Linked DNA regions of Mus musculus: all the other regions are linked to region 1. Evidence: chromatin contacts called from public Hi-C and HiCAR-type data. All regions are on one chromosome and are shown on one strand. The core of a region is the stretch at or near the end of the contact, and the rest is flanking DNA. Distances in the headings are between cores, read along the strand shown. Region 1 overlaps Nme7 (NME/NM23 family member 7). Region 2 has its middle 130 kb from the start of Dpt. Region 3 has its middle 83 kb from the start of Dpt.

Region 1 (2,763 bases), core at 22-2,521:
ATTAAAGTGTAGAAAACATCTCATCATCAAAGCTGTAGCATGTCCCACAGTATTTCCCTCTGTCCACACATCTTCACTTGGAAATGTTCGCTGCAATGAGTCATTGGTCTGGTCCGAGGCCTCTGGCTTCTGCCACACCATTGGTACTGGATCCGGGACTCGTCCCAGTTATCCTGTTGTTGCCCTCCTATGTCATGGCAAGTCTTCTGCTTTGGAATTGCAGGACTGGCCCTCTCGTGCTCTCCAACAGTTCACAGATGGTGTAGAATTTAGGGTGGGCCAACTCAGACCCCTGGATCTGGGCCTAGAAGTATATTAGAGAGCTGAGCAAGCTCTCCAGCACTGCCCCAGCTAGCCCACCCAATGCTGCCGCCAGCAGGGTTAAGGTCAGCTCTCCTGCTCTCCTGCTCTTTGTGAGGGACCACAAAAGAGCAGGAGAGCAGGATAAAAGTTTCACTCTGCCCAGTCAAGGTACCAGAACCACTCTCTCAGTTGATGCACTTGTGGCCCCTAGTGAATTGTTTCTTGATTGTCTTAGGGTTTTATTGCTGTGAAGAGACACCATGACCATGGCAACTCTTACAAATGAAAACTTTTCATTGGAGCTGGCTTGCGGTACAGAGGTTTAGTCTTTTATCATCATGGCGGGGAAACATGGTGGCACAGATATAGACATGGTGACAGAGAGGTAGTCAAGAGTTCTACATCTAGATCTGCAGTGCAGCAGGAAGAGACAGTGAGCCACTAGGCTGGCTTCAGCTTTTGAAACCTCAAAGCCCACCTCCCAGTGATACACTTCCTCCAACAAGGTCACACCTCCAATAATGCCCCTCCCTATGAGTCTGTGGGGGCCATTTTCCTTGAAACTACCACATTGATATTCAGAGGTTTGTGTAGTTCCTCCCATATTGACTTTTGGACTTGACTGTGACTTTCTTTAGCACTTACCTTCCTAAGGCACGCTGCAGTCACAGGCTTGCTGAGCACACGTGCATTGGACTTTGTCTTTGAGTGCTCTAGTTAGAAACCAGTGGTGTGACTAAGAAGCTCTGATGAACACTACCTGGAGTCTTGCCCTCAAGACAAGCTATAGCTTTCAGAAGTGTCAATCTAATTCTACGATTTGCTGACAAGCCCCAGAAATGCAGATCTCAAGCTGCTCATCCAAACAATGCCATGTATAACGAAAGTCTCGCCTCTAGCACCGGGAGCTGACTTCATTCACTGAGAATGACTCTGAGCCTGAGGTCTGTGGCTAGACCAGTCTCTGGAGCCAAGTGCCTATTGTAGGCTTCACTGATGGAGAGGTGAAGAACTCGGGGAACCTCCGGGTGTGAGTGGGGGTGTGTGTGTGCTTGTTATCTGCATCACAGTCCTCCACGATGATTAATGCCCAGGAGTTTGTGCAGCCCTCAGTCCTGTGGCTGCATTCCTCACATTATGATACTTGGGAGCAACCCCCTGCCTCACAGTCACCTCAGGGGCTACAAATTGGTAGACTCAGAAGGGTGGGGCAGTCAGTCCAACCCTGGGACTGAAAAGCTAACTGTGACCAGCAGAGGCCGCTGCTAAGCAACTAGCAAAGTGAAGGCCTTTGGGGATGTCAGACAGTCACCAGCACAGTTCAGCACAGAGCAGCAGAAAGCACAGGAAGACACTGTGCACTCCTTTCTGGTCTTTCCGTTGTACTTTTAGGAACATTTTACTTAATTTTACTATTTTAATATTTACTATATTTTATACCGTCTTCTATCCATCTTTTTTAGTCATCTCCATAATCTCCATGCCCTTGTCTAATTTTGTTTTTTCTTTATTGAGCAATCTTCTATCAGCCTTTTTTTTTTTTTTTTGTCTCCTTATCTACCTTTAGTAGTTTTTTGACTGTATCTTTCCGATTTTGTTATTGTTTTTGTTTTTTTGAGTCAGGGTTTCTCTGTGTAGTCCTGGCTGTTCTGGAACTCACTCTGTAGACCAGGCTAGCTTCGAACTCAGAAATCTGCCTGCCTCTGCCTCACAAGTGCTGGGATTAAAGGCGTGTGCCACCACTGCCCGGCTCTTTCCAATTTTTAAAAAGGCTTGTATATGTTTTTGGTTTATTCCCTTCTTATACTTATCTGTTAGTTATGCATTTTCCCATGAAATCTTTTTGTTTTCCTCTGCTCCAGTCTCTTGCCTTTTGCTCTTGCCTTCTTTACATTCTTCTCCATTCCTTTTCTTTAGCTTGTCTTTTCTTCTTGTTCTTTCCCGTCTTCATTTACCTTATGTATCAATAAAAAATAACAATGAGTAGGTGGTAAAGCATACAGGAGTGAGCCTTCCACAGCCAAGCAGTCACCTCCGAAGGGGGGAGGCTAACTGTTGGAGACCTGTAACAAGAGCTCCGGCTTGGGATGTCGCTGGTAGTTAGCTCCAAAACTATTTATTAAACTTCACATGGATGCCATACCCTGTACCATAGGTTTATTTTTATTAACAACTCATATATGGAAATTAAGTAAAGCATAAAATGTATGGTGCACACACACACAAGTATGCTTGTGAATGGGTTGAACATTTTAGAAGAACATGGGAGAAATGAACACAGCAATGAATGCCTTTATTAAGAACTGAAATTCTAAAGTAGGGGAAAATTTACTTTCATGATATACAACTTTATTTTCATTTTATGTGTTTCATCATTTTCAAATTAAAGAATAAAGAGTAGGAGAAATTAAGACAAAACTAATTGCACATTTATGATTTCCCTTGGTTGGGTAGGTTGAG
Region 2 (2,964 bases), core at 242-2,741, 300 kb after region 1:
CCCAATTGCCACGATTTCCGCTCTAGCTTCTTCTAACAATTTCATTACTTTAGCTCTGAAACTTAAATCTATAACTCATTTCAAGTTTTTTTTTTTTTAATATGAAAAGTGAGGTAAAAGTTTGGTTTGCTTTTGGACACTTTTAAATCATACAGAAGGAATTCTCTATTTCTGAACTTCTGAGAATTTCTTTTATCATGTATGGGTATTGAATTTCCTCAATTTTTTTTTTTTATGCTTCAACTATTAAAATGAACTGATCTGGCTTTTCTTTTGTTCATCAATTAACTTGATAAATTATTTTGATTCATTTTTGAGATTTAAGGCAGTTTTATATTCTTGGCCTAAACTGTTTTTTTTTTCTATGTATATTTTTATATTTTGAGAATTTTGACTCGCTAAGTGGCTAGTAAAGATGTATGAAAGCTATTAATAATGTACTTTTCTTTCTATATTGTATCCTTCTGTCTTGGGTCTAGGGTGATATTCACCTCTTCAAGTGAGCCAACACACTCCTTCTGGTACATTTTATAATGGCATCTCTAGAACTGATACCATTTCTCAGCAAATTTTGGTGCAATTCAGCTGTGAAATTCTCATATTGGAGTTTTGTCCCAGGAAGTATTTTAATTTTAAATGCAATTTCTTTCACAGATTTAAAAAAAAAAAACAAAAAACAAAACTAACCTATTCAATTCATCCTTTGGCTTTTATGTGACAGGTAGTTTGCATTTTTCCAATTTCTTAATTTCTTTCCAGTTTTATCCAAGCCATTGAATGTATAGGCTCAAAGCTACCTTGCTATTTCCTTCTTGTCCCTTTCGTGCCTGCAGGAGTACTAATGGTGCCCCACTCTGCTCTCATGGCCAACTCTGCCGCTTTTCCTTTGTTGCCTTATCAGTTTGGCCACAGGCTTATCAGCTTTTCTTTGTTCATCATTTCAAAATCTATTTTGATATTCTGTATTTTATTGTTTTTGTCTTTTGTTTTTTTTCTCTCCTTCAACTTTGTTTGTTTGTTTTTTATTTTTGCATTAGTTTAATCATAAAAAGTCAATAAATAAAACTGAATATGACAGCGGAGACACCATACAGGCATTTTCCTTTTCAGATGCTACCATGGGGAATCTGGGCTTGAACAGATGAGTAGAGACTCCCTTGGTCTCCAACCAGGGACAGAGCTGATAAGGCGCTACTTGTTTTTCTTTAGAAAAAGAGAAGCCTCTTAGGGGAGAAGGGCTACAGCTCAGAGAGTCAAAAGAATATATTACTTTCCCACATGAGTTTTATATTTGAATATCCTCGGTAGGACTCTTAAAATTGTATGCTTTGTTTTTCTCAGCTTAAAAAAAAAAAAAAAAAGGATGAAGGAGTAATCTCCATTGCAAATCTCTTGAGACTATCTTGATAAAAACTGTAAAGTGCCCCCAGGAAAACAGCTGCGAAAGGCAGTTGCCAGTGCACTAAGTATGAATTCATCATGAATATCAGCATATTGTCACTGAGAGTCCCCAGTTTACTTAAACAGGATGGTGCGTCATAACTGCAATGGGGTTCTCCTCATCAAAGCAACACATAAGGATGTCTGCTTGTGTGCTGCACTGGGCTACCAAAGTGACCCTGGTCTAGGAGAGGTCACTGTTGCAGGGGGCCTAAGGCCATTATGGTATGAATGTGAAGTGATTCTTAGCCTTTGCAAATGTGGGCCTAGCTGGTGGCGCTGTTTTGGGAAATCCTGGGAGCTTTGGAAGGAAGGGGCTTGTTGGAAGAAGTGGGTTGTTGGGAGAGTAGGCACTAATGGTTTTAGGCTAGTCCTTATTCTAGCCCACGTTCACTGCTGATGTGTGAACAATCTGTAACCACATGCTCATGCCACCAAAGGTCTCAAGTGCTTTGAATGCAAGGGGGAAATAGAAGCACAGTAGAGTTCCAGAAGAGTCTTTATCAGAGGATTGGAGATAGGGAGGAGAAGGTTGGATAGTGAGCCATCTAAGTCAATGGGGACCCTGAGGAAGGAACAGACAAACAAGCAAACACCAGTTTCAATCACTTTTCCAAGTGACTATAAAAGGAATGATGATCTCAATCCACTGTTACCAAGTAAAATTTTAGTTGTCTTAAAAGGTAAACGTTTGTATGTCTATTTAAAGAACACGAGGAAGACCAAAGATGATGTAAGACTGAGTAATTGACTAAAAGAGAGAATATGAAGAAGGACAGTTGGAGGACAAATGACACACTTAATTTGCAGAGTTTGTGGAGAGGAAGGCTTCCAGGTAGAGCTGTCCAGCACGGTACAGGACTCCAGCCCACTGCTGGAATTTAGAGGGACTGTAAAAGGGATGTCTATAGGCATCAAGGGCAAGAGTCTGGAATAACCTGTTTTAGCTGGTCTTACCTAGAATCTATGTATCTCTAACACTTCTGTCATTGAAGAGACAAGCAATGAAAACTTTTGGGAAACAGCCCCAGGAACAAAAGTTTTACAACGGCTGCAGTGACAGCTGACATTGGGTAAATCCTTGTCTATGAAAGAGCCCTATTTGTTGAACGTTTGTGCTAGTTTCTTGTATGCAGCCTCATGTCACAAAACTGAGAAACTAGAGAGAACAAGGAGAGGAATCTTGTAGGAGACTCACCGAAATGAAAAGAACTTTAAGATCGGATCATGGACTGGGGCAATGGCTCGGTGGATAAAGCCCTAGCTGCACAAATATGAGGGGCGGAGTTCAGATTCCCCAGAGCCCACATGGAAGCCTGGGAGGTGTGGTGGCTCCCTGTAATGCCAGTGCTTGGGAAGCCGAGGAGGGACTCCCATGGTCACTGTCTAGCTAGCTCGTCTGTCCTATAGGTGAGTTCTGGGTTCAAGTGAGAGAGACCATGCCTCAGTAAGTGAAATGGAGAGTGGAGGATGAGGACACCTCACATTAACCTCTGGCCTCCACATGCTTGTGTCACATGTGCA
Region 3 (2,957 bases), core at 304-2,803, 350 kb after region 1:
TCATTGGCTAAGAGCTGCAGCCCTACTCCTTTGTTCTCTTATCATTCTAAGTTCCTGGTTGGGGATTTAGCACAAGGCCCTGGTTTCGGCCAGATCAGAGTCCAGTGGGAACCTGACTACAAAGGATGACTAGAGAACCCTGAAATCAGGTGATCCAGATAAGGCCCGTAACTAACAATAACTTCCTCGCTTAACCCCTTGTATCAAAATATGATTGGTCAATAAAATAGCCCACCCCAATCCCCCTTGTTTTGTGGTCCCATCCTATAAAAATGTACAATCTCCCTTCAGGGACATGGTTCAGACCCTGAACTGGCCGCCTCGCTGAGCGCTCAGAAAATAAAGCTTTCATTTTTCAGCTTCCATATCTGAAGTAAGTTTTCTTGGGTTCCACCCTGAACCTAACACTACAAGGTTCCCCGAGGCTTCTAATTAGGGATTTTGTTGTAGATGTATGTAGCAAGAGGGAAACCATGCCTCATTAAATAAACCTAAGCAAGTACCATTGGCTCCTAAGGTCAGAGATCTTAGAGGAGGACCTCCTCACACCACTCTCCTAAGCCAGTCTAATTTCTAACTGCAATCTAAGTACTTATCCATATAGCCTCACAGAAGCGTAGCTCTCACCCCTCAGCAAAGAAGCATCCTTTTGCTTATGCCCTTGTGTCGAAATATGATTGGTCAGTACAACAGCCCACCCCATCCCCCTTGTTATGTAGTCTCATCCTATAAGAATGTTGGCAGGCAGATTTCTGAGTTCGAGGCCAGCCTGGTCTACAGAGTGAGTTCCAGGACAGCCAGGGCTACTAAAAAAAACCCAAAAACCAACCAACCAACCAACCAACCAACCAACCAACCAACCAAACAAACAAACAAAAACAAACAAACAAACAAAAAAGAGTGTTGGACAATCTCCCTTCAGGGTGTGGTGTTCAGATTCCGAACTGGCTCCTTCCTAAGTGCACAGACCATTACACAAAACCTCAACTGGTCAAAATGCAGAAAATAAGTAATCATGGCACGCATAACCCCAACCAATAAATCGCAACTTTTAAAAATATACAGTGAGCATTTAACACGTAGATTCAAAAGCTAACATAAGCTTCTCTAGCTAATTAAGAAGCAGGCTACACTTTCAGATAGGAAGGGAAAGGACAAGAGTAGATTATTTTTAGCTTAAACCATGGAAGGCGAATCATTTTGGAAAAGGCTAATTGGCTTCTCTGGCCATTCTTTATTTCCCTGTGGCATTGAACTTTTCCTGGAACAATTAGATCAGGCTGGACGATTTAGCTCTTGGTATGAAACCAGATTCATCTCCTGCCCCTTGTGTGTGTGTGTGTGTGTGTGTGTGTGTGTGTGTGTGTGTGTGTGTTATCAGTTGGCTTTTTAAATAATAACTTTCTCACACTGACAGCCAAGATTTCAAACTATTTTTTTTTAATCATTGATTTGTCTAATGATCAAATTCATCTCCTAAGCACTGTAGAAGGTCATTTAAAGCTGTCCATCTGATTTCTGTTGCTGGATCTGAAGGAAAGAGCCGAGATGTGGACATGTTGCCCTTATTTACTGAACTTCCTCATTCTTGGCAGTGACTTACACTCAGTTTCCATCAGTATGGGACAATCATTAACCAGTAAGTAACTCTTGGCTATTTGGCAAAATATCCCATTAAAGCATAGTGGTACAGTGTGGCTGACAAAAGGGGTATTTTGTGAGAAGTAAAAATATCCCTCTCCTTTGAGTAAATATTGCCTCAATCCAGTACTCTGGCTTTGTAGCACACACTATAGTGGTAGCTGAACTGTTCTAACAAACAAAGCTCTAACTGACCACCGAAGTTACCCTGGAACTCACAGGCAGTTAATCATCAAACTCCAGGATACATACAGGAGGTGGGGCCAATCTGCAAACACTTCCCAAATATGTAATTAGGTTTAAATTTCTACATGATCATGTCCAAATATTAAGTTATTTAGCCTTAAAATTCCTTGCCTCATATTTTAAGACTGATTTTTAACTACATTAATGATCTCTCTGTAATCTAAAATGCAGTCATAACTACAAACCTCAGTTTACTAGATAGATATTATATTGCTGTTTCCTTTTCTTTCATTTTTTTTTTTTTTTTTTGTTTTTTGAAACAGGTTCTTACAGTGTAGCCCAGGCTGCTCTCCCACTTCCCCACAGTCCTCCTAGGTGCTAAAATTTATATGTGAGCCACAACACCTGGTTTATACTGCTGTCCCTCGACTTTTAAACCTTTGGCAGCTGATTTCCTACCATAGAAAATAATCTGCCAGTCATCCCTTTGCACGTGCTTACAAACTCATACCAAATGCATTTGCTAGCTCTTGTTACAAGGATGAAGCCCTGGCTCTGTTTCAGCATGTTCTAGTTCATGGTTGGATGGCTTCATTGACTTTGAGCCCATGTCAAGACAGTGTGACATGGTGGTAGTATAAGCCAGAAGAGGCATGTTTATCTCACAGAAACAAGGAGACAAAAAGGAGAGACTGACAGGAAGGGGGCAAGGTCTCAGTACTTTGTCAAGGGCGTGACCCTGTTAAAGTAAACTCCTTCTAGTAGACTCCAAATCCAAATGGATCCAGAAGCTGCCAATAGAAGTGCAGGTGCCAGACCTTGCCTTCAGCACATGAGCCTTTGTGGGAAGGTCACGGTTTAAATTATAGTACTGTTTACATCACAGATTGTACCTGCACCAGCATTCAGGCCTTCTATTGCTGTGGTAATGTAGACGTTACAACTGGTATATTAGTAGACACCACAGCTGGTATATTAGTAGACATTACAGCTGGGCCCATATGGGACAGGCTTTAAGTCCAATTAGACAGCTATTGGGTTCAGCCAAGATGGAAGTGCCACTATTGTATCCTTAGGGATATCTTGCCATTTTTGCGGTTCATAGTTATGGATATGTATATGTAGTAAAT

What was found. Hi-C and Micro-C count contacts between places; a contact is called where the count stands out from the background. HiCAR-type assays count read pairs that join an accessible place to other places.
Region 2: a Hi-C map of large pre-B cells shows a contact between it and region 1, with 2.3 times the contacts expected there. The contact joins two enhancer-like sites. A contact is called at or near these places in 3 of 484 Hi-C or Micro-C datasets (CD4 T cells, cumulus cells and large pre-B cells), 2 of 115 datasets of contacts at active chromatin or transcription factors (both in embryonic stem cells) and 1 of 9 other capture datasets (embryonic stem cells).
Region 3: a HiCAR-type map of kidney shows a contact between it and region 1, with 3 times the contacts expected there. The contact joins two enhancer-like sites. A contact is called at or near these places in 2 of 484 Hi-C or Micro-C datasets (both in liver), 3 of 115 datasets of contacts at active chromatin or transcription factors (embryonic stem cells and kidney) and 1 of 9 other capture datasets (embryonic stem cells).

What each region holds. Positions count from the first base shown.
Region 1 is chr1:164,365,355-164,368,117 of GRCm38.p6, forward strand. The region is part of intron 9 of Nme7 (NME/NM23 family member 7); the gene reads left to right. Among named protein-coding and RNA genes, the nearest start is that of Gm39690, 52 kb to the right of the region's middle. Within about 2 kb of position 1,272, at least 27 of the 459 cell types and tissues checked have an H3K27ac peak or open chromatin away from gene starts, as enhancers often do. A contact at or near this core is called in kidney, where this site is marked.
Region 2 is chr1:164,661,935-164,664,898 of GRCm38.p6, forward strand. No RefSeq gene overlaps it. Among named protein-coding and RNA genes, the nearest start is that of Dpt, 130 kb to the right of the region's middle. Within about 2 kb of position 1,492, at least 7 of the 459 cell types and tissues checked have an H3K27ac peak or open chromatin away from gene starts, as enhancers often do.
Region 3 is chr1:164,712,633-164,715,589 of GRCm38.p6, forward strand. No RefSeq gene overlaps it. Among named protein-coding and RNA genes, the nearest start is that of Dpt, 83 kb to the right of the region's middle. Within about 2 kb of position 1,554, at least 24 of the 459 cell types and tissues checked have an H3K27ac peak or open chromatin away from gene starts, as enhancers often do. A contact at or near this core is called in kidney, where this site is marked.